2 separate regions of the Ovis aries genome follow, and region 1 is linked to region 2. The links are chromatin contacts, called in public Hi-C maps. All regions are on one chromosome and are shown on one strand. The core of a region is the stretch at or near the end of the contact, and the rest is flanking DNA. Distances in the headings are between cores, read along the strand shown.

What was found. Hi-C and Micro-C count contacts between places; a contact is called where the count stands out from the background.
Region 1: a Hi-C map of blood shows a contact between it and region 2, with 6 times the contacts expected there. The contact joins two enhancer-like sites. A contact is called at or near these places in 12 of 16 Hi-C or Micro-C datasets (blood, hypothalamus, liver and 7 more).

The regions. Positions count from the first base shown.
Region 1 is chr4:53,316,840-53,323,298 of ARS-UI_Ramb_v3.0, reverse strand. The region is part of intron 1 of TFEC (transcription factor EC); the gene reads right to left. Among named protein-coding and RNA genes, the nearest start is that of CAV1, 56 kb to the left of the region's middle. Within about 2 kb of position 2,583, at least 8 of the 54 cell types and tissues checked have an H3K27ac peak or open chromatin away from gene starts, as enhancers often do. A contact at or near this core is called in tail adipose tissue, where this site is marked.
Region 2 is chr4:53,078,077-53,084,185 of ARS-UI_Ramb_v3.0, reverse strand. No RefSeq gene overlaps it. Among named protein-coding and RNA genes, the nearest start is that of CAPZA2, 56 kb to the right of the region's middle. Within about 2 kb of position 4,440, at least 5 of the 54 cell types and tissues checked have an H3K27ac peak or open chromatin away from gene starts, as enhancers often do. A contact at or near this core is called in tail adipose tissue, where this site is marked.

The DNA of each region.
Region 1 (6,459 bases), core at 1,334-3,833, 240 kb before region 2:
TTCATGCAGCCCAGGCTATTTTCTGGAATAGTAGAGTTTTAGTTTGCTCTCTCCCAGAGGCAGACACTGAGATAAAAATCCACATGGTTTATTTGAGAAGAGCAGGAACCATCATCAGTTGGGAGCTATGAGTGATCAATCATGGTCAGTTTAATGCACTTGGGAAAACTCAGGGAAATGGTCCACTAGACACCAGAGAATTATCCTACCCAAGGATCAAGAGAGTAGGCATTTATATTTAATTTCCAATTCTGCTGAAGCCTGCTTCTGGGGCTGGGAGGTGGAAGTGGCAGGTGTTAATTCCCTGGCACTTCCAGTCTGCCCTACTCCTGGGCAGAGCAAGCCAGAGAAGTTTCCACTTTTCCCACCCCAAAAAAAAAAAAAAAAAAGCTTATGCTCTGGACCAAAAAAAAAAAAAAAAAGCAGATACTGGGACTCTACCACCATGAAGGGAAGGGGACTTTGCTGAAGTTCCATAGTCACCTGGATTCCCCTGGGTTAAGATGGACCCAGTCAAGGCATCTCCAAATTCTGTGCAGGGGAAGGCCTCACCTGCAGGGGGTGTTACTCACAGGTGTGGAACAATTCCTCAGGGCTATCCAGGTGACTGGTAATTTCATACTTTCTCATCAATCATTCAGCTGTAGATTCACAAGGTGGTTCCTGGCTCTGCCAAGTTGTCTGGCCAGATAAATAAATGGAAACCAAGATGGGTTAAGATCTGTAGTAAAATAAACCTTGGAGACTCAACCACAATGTCAACTAGATTCGGAGAGAAACTCTATATTCTTCAACTCCAACTAACTGAAGAAACTCAACACCTTTGCCCTAGTCAGCTCCAGGGTTAATTCTATCGAATCTGATAGAGCATCAGAGGCTCCTCTCCATCAAGTGGTGTATGTGAGTCTGGACTAGTTTGTGCAGGAGACTCTTAACTTTCCTCCTGGACCCACAGCGAGACCAGATTTCCCAACCTTTCTTGCAATGGCCATGAGACTCAGATCTGGCATTGAAATGTGGGAAGAAATTATGTGCTCTGTTTCCTGGTCTGAGCTATAAATACTCCTCCATTTTTTAGCTGGATGTCTGTATACTAAGGGCATCTATGAAAACCACATGTTGAAATAAGCGTATCTCTCAGCTTGGGTCCTCCAAAGACTGCAGAGGAAAGCACCATCCCCTACCCCATCCCACTCTCCAGCACTAGTGGGCATTTACATGAGCAAAATCTGAGTTACCAAAATTTCGGGGTTTATCTGTTACAGCAGCTGCACTTGGATTAAACACAGCCACCCACGACAGAGGCTAGGCTCACAGCCAGACTGGTTACTCAGCTGTTGGCTGCCTGCTCCCCTCTCCCTCACAGCTGTGGGGGTCCCAGTATTCTTTCCTGCCCAAGGAGGTAGTTTTAGACATACAGGGTGAGTAAGATGGCTAGGAGACACTGTCTTGGAGATGTTTCTCAAGGCAAAATCTTTCATTTTTGCATGTCTTGTGACAAGAACTTTCCATGGCCATGCAGTGAGTCAGAAGCAAAGCAAAGATTCATGTTCTCATCTGCTAGGGCATCTCCCCACCTCCAGGATGGGCTCTAGGCTCTGTGCTGTGAGATGTGGGGAATCAATCACAATAAGGGTCGGGAAATCAGGATTCTACCTTCTGTCGTAGACCACTGAGAAGACTTTAAGCCCAGCAGCTTCAAATAGTTTAAAATCAGCTGGAAAATCCCTTTTTGGTCTAAATATAGGACCGCTCAATCCTTCTCCCAAGTGACTTTATCCCATTAGTATCTGTACGTAATTAGAAATGCATATTCTCATTGTTTAATCTCTAACCTACATAGTCTGATTCACTTATACAAAGCAGAAAATTGAAAGTTCTACCCTATAGTGTCATCACACTTAGCAGCTAAGTGCTGCCACCAAGATGTACAAGCAAGTTAGTTTAAGAATTGGGGAGGAAACATGTTCTAACAGGATTCTTGAGGCTCTGGACTCTGGGTCTGGTCACCAGGACCAGCTTGTTTCCTCCAGAAAAGAATTCATGAAGTTCCCGCTGTTTTGTGGGTCCTCAGAGAATTTAGGAACGTTTCTTCAGCCCTACTCTGAGAAGAAAGATTTCTCCAGAGCAGTGTAAAAAGCACAAGGCAAAGAATGAGGGAGGAGGCTCATGACATGTAGCAGGCCTCTGTTTGCAGAGAAACAGCTAAGCTGGGAGTGCCTTGCTCAGCCTATATTTAGTTTGTCCAGTGACATCTTTGCACCTCAACACCATCTCTCATGCTAGCAAAGGCCAGAGACCAATCATTTTTCTCATTGTAACAAGGCTGTGACTCACTAGTTCTAAAAAATATATGAGAACAATAAGACCCAAGGGGACAAGAAAATTCAAAAAAATAATAATTAAAAAAACAGTTGAGCATTCCCTGTAGGCTGAATTTAAAAAAAAAAAGATAGTCCTAGAAGTTTTCCAAGAGGCCTCTAGCAAGCTCTTTTATCGTTAGAGGACAAATTCAAACTGCACCACACACTAGTTTATAATTTCCAATGATGTCTGAAAAACATAAGCCTATTTTTATAATGAGTGTTTGCAAAACAAAAAAAACTGTTAGCACCAACCACAGAACAGCACTGTGTCTCACTGCCAATAGTCTTTGAGAGGCTGACTCCAAATGGGAGAGGAGCCACATTCAAGCCAAGTGGTGGCCTGTTTTGGTTTTGTCTTGACCCCCCTAAAAGGTTAAAGACAAACTGAATATTTTTCAGCCAAATCTCTTCTAAATCTATGCATAACTTACTGCAGAGGTTGGCAAACTTTTTCTGGACCAGAGAGTAAATATTTTGAGGCTTTGTAGGACATACGGTCTTTGTCACAACTAGTCAACTTTGCCATTCCACACACTGGCTGTGTTCCAATAAAACTCTATTTTATTGGGAAAAAATAGGCAGCAGGCTGAAGTGAGCCTGTGGCTATAGTTTGCTAATCTCTGACTTAGTGGTCAGAGCCACCATTGATGAGGCCAGACTCACAAATACTACCTAGGGCTTCACCCTGGGTCCTATGGCCAGGTATGTTCCCCCATCCCCACCCCAGTAAGCTGTTTCAAAAACTCTGTCCTGGTCAAGAAAGCCAAGCAAGAGAAAGTGAATCTATCCTTGTTTTTCTATCAGCACCACAATATTATCACTCAAACTCTAACTTTGTAGGAAACAGAAAGTTACTGGAAATCTGAAATGACTATATATTCTTTTAAGTCTGAACCTGAAAAGAGAATGAAATCTCTGGCAACTCCTGCATCCATCAACAGGAATTGGACTCTAAACAAACTAACTTCTATGAGGTTGAGCCTTTGTAAGACCCGACTTTCGAGATAACAAATAGACCAAGTTCCAGGGCCATAATATAAGATTTGGTTTCCAGGAAGGACTGACATCAGAGCTGTGCAAGGAATATTTGTGGCATGAGGCACATGGTTGAGTGGTCCACCCAAGTCTGGTCATTTCTGATTTCATAGTACCTGATTGAGGTTCTTTAGCAAAATAACAAAAAGAATTACCAACCTGATAACAAAATGCAGGCTTATAAATAATTCATTTAAGCAAGTATAACTAATACATTTTTCCCACGGAAGTGGTAAACTCTTACCATCCCAAGTAAAATCTCAAAATCTAGGTCTTGGTTCTGTCTCTTCTCATAAGGCAAAAAGCATGGAGTTGAATGAGCAAAGAGGAGGGCCTTTTTCTTTTTAAGTCAAAATAATTTTTATAAAATAGGAATTATGAAAGAGATCAGGACCTATACTATATATATATATATTATAAGGCTGTAAGGATTCAATGAGTTAATTGATATCAAAATCTCAACACAGTTCTTAAACATTATCTCTTAGCACCAATTATCTTCTTCTTGGCTTCTCAGTTTTGAACTTTAGTACTTTACAAATGGCACTAGTGGTAAAGAACCCGCCTGCCAATACAGAAGAGACATAAGAGATTATGGTTTGATCCCTGGGTCGGGAACATTCCTTGGAGGAGGGCATGGCAACCCACTCCAGTATTCTTACTTGGCGAATTCCCACAGACAGAGGAGCCTGGAGGGCTACAGTCCATGGGATCTCAAAGAGTCAGACACGGCTGAAGCGACTTTCCCACCTTTCAAACACTTAAGCTTTTCCTCCTCTTTTGTGTTCTTTTGTATCAAGTTGCTTTATATATGGCTCTTTCACTGCCTCTCACTCTAGGTTGTGCAGCTGGTACTCGGGCCAGGCTCACGCTTGCCTCCATTAAGGGCTATTGGACAGGTACTGGAGGGTCCAATGCCAAAGAACACACCAACAGACTGAAGATAGTTACATGCAGGATTGCTCAGGACCAAGGAGTTTCCCAGGATATGGGGGTTGCAGTGCTAAGACAGAGACAGTCTGGGCTACCCTTGGTGGTTGGTCACCCTAGCTGGAGCATCTTTTTAAGGAAGTCAATTGGCAGGAAGTCAGGGTCTCAAGGTCAGGCTCCACTTCTGGGCAAGAATTAGGTTTAAGAAAAGAAGGGATGGAAAGAATAAAGCAAACCCCAGCCCTAGAGACATTAGGCCTATGCTTTTTAAGGGAAGCAAGAACCTAGTTAACAAAACTGAAATTCAAGAAGGCAGGGTCATAGAGTCAAGGCTCAACTAGAGCATAGGTGGCATGAGTATTGTGCTATAAATGCTTAAATCTCAATGGTTTCAACAAGGCTGAACTATCTCAGCCCCAAGCAAAACAAAGATGCAGATGCTGGGTGAAGCAATCTACCCTGCACCATCCTCTCTTTTTTTAACACTCTTAAAATTATGATAAAATTCACATAAAATTACCTTCTTCACAAATTTTAAGTGTACAGTTCAATAACATTAAGCGTATTCACATTGCCCTGCTTCCAATTTCTAGAATCTGTCACCCTGAAAACTGAATTATGTACCCATTAAGCAACAATTTCTCATTTGACCCTTCCCCAGCCCCCCACAATCACCATTTTACTTTCTGTTTCTGTGAGCTTGACTACTCTAGATACTTCATTTCAATGGAATCAAACAGTATTTGTCTTTTTGTGACTGGCTTATTTCATTAGTATAATGTTCTCAAGTTTCATCCATGTTATAATATGTGTCAGAATTTACTTCCTTTTTAAGGCTGAATAATATTCTTTGGCACATACCAGGTGTTGTTTATCCACTCGTGTGTCAACGGACATTTGGATCACTTCCATCTTTTGTCTATTGTGAAAAATGCTACTATGAACATGAGTATAAAAATATCTCTTCAAAACCCTGCTTTCAATTTTTTTGGATAAAAACTGGCACATGGAATTCCTTTGATCTCTTCTTAAGCTCTCAACCTGACCTTATCACATCTCCTTATAGAATCTCTGTGGCTTTCTCAGGGTGACAAGAGCTTGCTACCCTTCCCATGGAACAGCTCTGCCCTGTTACTGTTACCAAGGCTATAGTTGCTGCCTCTGCTGTACTTTCAAACTCTTGGGACCAGAACGTTAATTTTTTCTGCATGTTCATCCATTCATTCATTTACTGAAGAAATACTGACTGTAAGGCTGAGACATGAAGACTGACAAGATAACATCCAGTGAAAAGTAGAGGGGAGAAGAGCATTAGAAGTCAAGCAAACATCATGTGTGAAGACTTACACCTGATACATCTTTTCTCACCTTCCCTGATTTTCTACTACTCTTCCACATCAGGGCACACCCTCTTGGGTTCCATACAGTCTGCCTCACCTAGTACCTTCCTAATCATTTGGCCAGGAAAGATTCCTTCTTGACCTTCCTTGGACCCTCACCACCAGCTGCAGCTACCTCATCACCTCCAGCAGCCTCATATCTGCTTATCTCCAACAAAACTCACAGCAGATGCTCTGAAAGCATTGACTCCTAGAAACAATGATTCTTCCTCTCTGCTCTCCAGTGGACTGGGATAGGTTCTTTATCTTGCCCAAGTATTTTGAGATAGACAAGAACAGCCCCTAAGGCAAAGGCCCCCCTGGAAATTCCTATTCCTTTAGGAGAAAACATTCCATTATCATTTCTCTCTCTTTTCAAATTTCCCTTTTATTAAATCATATTGAAACCCTATGCAAGCCAATTTTCAGTATTTAATATGAATAACTCTTCCTACAATTACCTATGAATTGTGTCTTCAACAGATAGGGCATCAGGTGGTATGCTGCTGGTGACATTCAAAAGGAGAGCATCTTGATCTGGAATCACATCCTCTAGTCTGATCCTTTCTAACAAATCAAGAGAACTCAGAAAATTTGCTTATTAACTTTATCATTCCAGTTTTTGTGGACCTTTTAATTTAATAATATCTCTTGTTTTTTTACATCAAAATTGTTTTCAAACAAAATGAAACAAAAAAGCAGGTATATGTTCCATTTATATTGGTCTTCAATGGCCAAAAATGAATCAG
Region 2 (6,109 bases), core at 3,191-5,690:
AGTTCAGTTCAGTCGCTCAGTCATGTCTGTCTCTGCGACCCCATGAATTTAGCACACCAGGCCTCCCTGTCCATCACGAACTCCCGAAGTTTCACTCAAACTCATGTCCATCGAGTCAGTGATGCCATCCAGCCATCTCATCCTCTGTCGTCCCCTTGTCCTCTGGCCCCCAATCCCTCCCAGCATCAGAGTCTTTTCCAATGAGTCAGCTCTTCACATCAGGTGGCCAAAGAATGGGAGTTTCAGCTTCAGCATCACTCCTTCCAATGAACACCCAGGACTGATCTCTTTCAGAATGGACTGGTTGGATCTCCTTGCAGTGCAAGGGACTCTCAAGAGTCTTCTCCAACACCACAGTTCAAAAGCATCAATTCTTTGGCTCTCAGCTTTCTTCACAGTCCAACTCTCACATCCATACATGACTACTGGAAAAACCATAGCCTTGACTAGATGGACATTTGTTGACAAAGTGTTGTCTCTGCTTTTTAATATGCTATCTAGGTTGGTCATAACTTTCCTTCCAAGGAGTAAGCGTCTTTTAATGTCATGGCTGCAGTCACCATCTGCAGTGATTTTGGAGCCACCAAAAAATAAAGTCTGACACTGCTTCCACTGTTTCCCCATCTACTTCCCGTGAAGTGATGGGACCAGATGCCATGATCTTAGTTTTCTGAATGTTGAGCTTTAAACCAACTTTTCACTTTCAACTCTCAACTTTTCACTCTCACTTTCATCAAGAAGCTCTTTAGCTCCTCTTCATTTTCTGCCATAAGGGTGGTGTCATCTGCAGAAAGATGATAGATACAGATAAATAGATGGTGTGTAGCTGATAGATACACAGAAGAGCTAGCTATATAAAAGTTAATTTCGAATTGTTATAAATACTACAAAAGAAACAAATAGGATAATAACAATTAAGGTTAAATGACTGTTTGGACAGAGTGATCAGGAAAGGTCTCTGTAAGAAAGCAAAACATGAACTAAGACCTGAAGATGAGGAGGACCCCACAGTGTGAAGAGCTGGTATGGAGCAGTCAAGGCAGGGAGAACACAAAGTGCAAAGCCTGCTTCTGGAGGTAGGAATGGGCTTTGTCTTTTGAGCCCCAGTAAAACAACCTTCACAGCAGTAGTATGTTAAAGGAGAAGCAAGGTGTGAGGCAGCTAGAAATGAAAGCAAGAGCCAGTTAGACTTCTATTCTGACAGCAGTGGGAAGTTACTGAAGGGTGTTAAGTAAGAGAGGACATGATTTATTTTTAATAGTTTAGTCTGGCTGCAGAGTGAAAATATATTATAGCAATGCAAGAGAAGAAGCAGGGAGGCTATTGAATAACTCCAGGCATGAAATCAAGGCAGGCTTGAAGTTGCATAGAGGGACTGGAAGCAGAGCTAAGTGGATAGACTTGAGATGAGTTTTAAGGAAAAATTAATGCACCGTGGTCCTGAGTTGTATGTGGGTAAGGAGGGGAAGGGAAGGATCAAAAAATGATTCCTGGGTTTTTGGCTTAGACAACTAGATGGATAGTGTCCCTACTTACTAAGAGAGAAAGCTGGGAAAGTCACAGGTCAGATCAGGAGTCCCACTTTGGACATGTCAATTTTAGGTGAGTTTTAGACAAAAAAAAAGTGGAAATGCCAAGTAGACATTTGAATATGTAAGTCTAAATCATGGAGAGGCAAAAACATCAATCTTTGGTGGTATAAAGCTGTGGAACCAGATGAGATCATCTAGGCATGGAAGCTAGAGAGGGCCAAGGATGGAACCCTGGGGGACCACAGTGTTTAAAGGTGAGGAAGCTGAGATTGAGAGTTGCTCACCTCATTATAAAATGCAGAGTTATCATCTAGAAAGATTAAGTAAAAATATATATGTTTTGTTACTACCTGATAAAGACACTCAGTAGTTGTAATTTCTCCCATTTTTTTAATCCTCTCCCCAATGACTCCCACCATCCAGATATAATTAACAAATTATATTCAAGCTTCTCTTCTTTCATTCTGAAATGGGAAATTGTGCATCCTGTACATACCTATTCATCTTGAGTACCTCAACTCCTGCTGTTCCTTAGATGACAAGTTTATACGATCATTATCATACTTAGAGAAAATCCCCAGAAACAAAAAGGAAAAAAAAGTAATGGTCCACAATTAATCTAGATTCTGTGCATCAGGATTAGGTTCAGAAAACCACAAAACAATGTGGCTTAAATGAGAAAAGAATTTCCTTTTACACAAAACAGGTTGGTAGACAGGTAGTGTGGGGCCTGGGATGGAGGCTGCAAGATGTTGTCAGGGACCCAGACTCCCATCTTTCTGTTCTGCTATCCCAATGCACAGCTTCTCTCCTCAAGGTCACCTTTGTGGTTCCGATGGCTTCCTGAGTTTCAGGAAGAAGGAGGAAACGCTGAGTCAGCATTTTTTAAATTGACATACAGTATTGTGTCAGTATTGCTATACAGCAAAGTGATTCAGTTATACATATATCTAACTCTTTTTTTATATTCTTTTTCATTATGGTTTAGCATAGGATACTGAATATACTTCTCTGTCCTATGTAGTAGGACCTTGTTGCTTTCCCATTCTATATATAAAAGCTTACCTCTGCTAACCCCAACCTCCCATTCCCCCTTGGCAACTACCAGTCTGTTCTCTATGTCCCTGTGAATCAACATTCTTTAAGAACCTTCCTTAAAGGCCTGCAAACCTTTAAATTCCATTAAATTCAGTCATCCTGCTGAATTAAAATCCTGCTAAATTCAGTCATTATGTAGTCTGAGTCACAGCTAGACGCAAGGAGTGACTGGGAAATGTAGTCTTTAATTTTTTGCCCCCAGTATACCCAGCTAAAAACCAGGGTTCTGTTAAGAAATAAGGAGAGAATGGATGTTGATAGGCCATTAATAGTCTCTACACAATGTGTTTATAAGACCAGTATCAACTAGTGTTTTTTATGGAATAAACCATTTCATCTTTCTCTTTTAATGATTAATTCAATAAAAAGATCTATCCCTGACACAGCCATCCACTCTGGGTCCTTTGTTCAAGTTTTACTCTACTAGTTTCAGTAAATTCAACATTTAGTGGACCATAAGTGTTGTATGAGGCATTTGCTTAAGGAAAGTAAGAGATAGAAAGATTTACAAATCCTCAATTGTAAATCCTAATTTACAATTTTATTAGAAAAGAAAAATAAGGACAGAAATCCTAACGGCAATAGGTTACTATAATAGGCATATAAATTAAGAAATCTGGGAGTTCAGCACATAATGAGATTCATTATTCTAGAAGGCTTTAAAGATTTAGTAAAAGAAGATACATATGAATTGGGGCCAGGTGGATGGACAAGAAAAGGATATTTCAAATGGAGACAGTCATGTCAGTAAAGTATAAGAATGGTTAAGGAACAAGAGAGATTAATTTGAACATAATAGTATTTGTAAAAGACATAGTACTATGTCCATTAATAATAAGCCTTGATGTGTGATCTACTGTGAGCCTCCCTGCCTTCAACATAAGGAACTTTCTTATTCTCTCATGATTCTGGGAGGTGTTTGGAAATTGCAAGATGGGGTTGGGTGATGGGAGGATACAATCAGGATAAAGAGGAGTGGGGCATCCTTTGTCCTTTTTGGCTTCCGGCCCCTCGCCTCCGGCCATGCCCCCTCCCCCAACTCGTGTCCTGGGAATGAGCCCATCCAGAACCTTCCATGCCCATAGATACGATGCAATATAGAAGCTGCAGATGCTGCACTCGGTGGTTCTCTCTCTTGGAAGAACACGGTACACAGGCAGGCAGATCGGACTGCAAACGTGTTGTGAATGAAGACTCACGTGACTCTCATGAAGCTAAGGTGCCTCCTCCAGGGAGGACTCAAATCATCAAAGGCCTTTAATGTCACCTTAAGATGTTAAGAAATGGGAAGTGACAAAAGGCTTTCAAAACAGAGGGGCAACAAAATCAGGACTGTTACTTGGAATGATAATTCCAACACCGTTGACTCGAAAAGGAAATGTTTCAAACACTCCGTTAAGAGACTCCATTTTGTCTAGTTAACTAAAGCAGAAGCTACAGCTGTACTGAAGGAGAGTGACAACAGGTCAGCAGCCCATGATCACATTGCACGGTTGCTTTATGATGGTGTTTGATGGCACAATTGTTTACAACCCTCTGCTTTCTTCCCTGCCTTATCATTAGTGTTACTTTAGAATAATGAAGCCTGTTCAATCCATTAACTCCACTAACATTTGATCTCCCCATGGACTGAGGTTAAAAATTAATTACTCTTCCAACATATTGATTACATGACTATAAATATAAAAACAGAACTACAGAGCAACTAGAGGGACCTTTGTTTAAATAGCATGTTTGCTCTATTTAAAGGCGAGAATTAATGTTGAAGCACCTTCCTGTTAGTGGAAGATGAAAAGCGACCCTAGAGTGCCATCTAGTGTTCACAATATATTTAAATACAGTGAATCAAAGAAAGGTCTGGTTTCAGATACTGTGTGCAGCTTCTTCCTGTTAGAAGCTAGGCAACATCTGACTTTTTTTTAATTGAAGGATAATTGCTTTACAATATTGTGTTGGTTTCTGCCAAACATCAACAAATGTCTGACTATTAAAAGAGCAAATTCTTCCACTGCCTTTACTGCTTGTCGTCTGAATATAGTTCTCAATTTTAAACAAATACTCATTTTGGAATTTCATCTCGACAAAGGCCTCAGTTCAGCTTCCAGGGAGTAGTGTGTTAATAGAACCGGAGGGCACTGTTTGCAGCTTTGTATCATCCCTCATACAATGCTCTCGTTTTATCTTTCTAGGAAAAAGTTTGCCCTAAGATAGAGCTAGATTTTCACTCTTTATCTCTTTAACCAGTTTCAGACTAGTTTAAGACCATTTATCTTTAACTAGTTTCAGACTATTTCACCTAATTAAAAGTGAACTCATAATATTTCATGAATTAAAGGATGAATAGTATGGAAGAGGTTAAGAACTGGTGGTAAAATCTCCTGCCATGGAAATTCATTGTTACTGAGGTGGCTCATATATCAGAGCACTGCCTTTTGCAGACATTAAAATTCACTTTGTTTCGTGTCCCTAATACTGCCCAGCCCTTGGGAAGCACGAATCTGACATTATATTAGGCAATTCACACTGACCTAGTAACTCAAAGCAATCATCACTGGAAACTTTAAGTGACTACACTCCAAGTGAAATAGAGCCCAAGGTCACAGTTGTAAATCTTGCCACAGAAAGGCCAAAGATTATAATCTTTATGCCAAGTGCTGCAGATTCCTTTCTGCTGAGCAGGGTCATATTTCAAAGCCTTTACTAATTTGAAACCTATAGGCAGTTGTGACAATAGCAGATATGGCTTAGATGACATCAAACACAAATTTTAAAGAATACCGGTAAATCAGTGGAAAAAGGGCAATTACATTTATTATAGCTGAGGCTGAGATTTTACAGTGCTAGCTTCACTTTATAGTGAAATTTGATTATCATAACATTTATGAATTGAGAGACTAACAAATAATTGAATCATGCTCAATTAAGAAGGTATGTGATCCTGTTTCAGTGTATATTTATAAAATTTGCAAGCAGACTCTGAGTTTGCTATGATTATTTGTAGACTGGGAGTTTTAATTCATTTGGAGCTTTTTGCTCTTGCAACCAAAGTCAGAAGTTTGATTTCTAAACAAAATAGACAGCTTCAACGATGGGTCCCTCCAGGCATCTTATCAATGTTTCCTCAGTGGGCTTTGGGACAGTGAATGTGTAAGTTGGCCACTGCTAAAGAAAAACATTTGTTTTAATTTGTTGTTATTCAACATTTATTACATAAGTAATATATACTTTCTGTGTGTAAAATAATCTCAAGATGTAATTTTTTAAAAGGTAGCATTTTTGCAGATTCTAGCAATCCTCTCCAGTGCTACCCTGTTCCAATAGATGCTCTCACTTCCATATTTTCATGCCTTTCATAGAAATATAAACATATATGTTGATTTTAGAGCTTTTAAACAAAAATAGGATTATGCTATGTACATAATCTGCAGCATGATTTTTTTTTCACTTAGCAGTATAACACAGGTATTTTTCTGGCATAT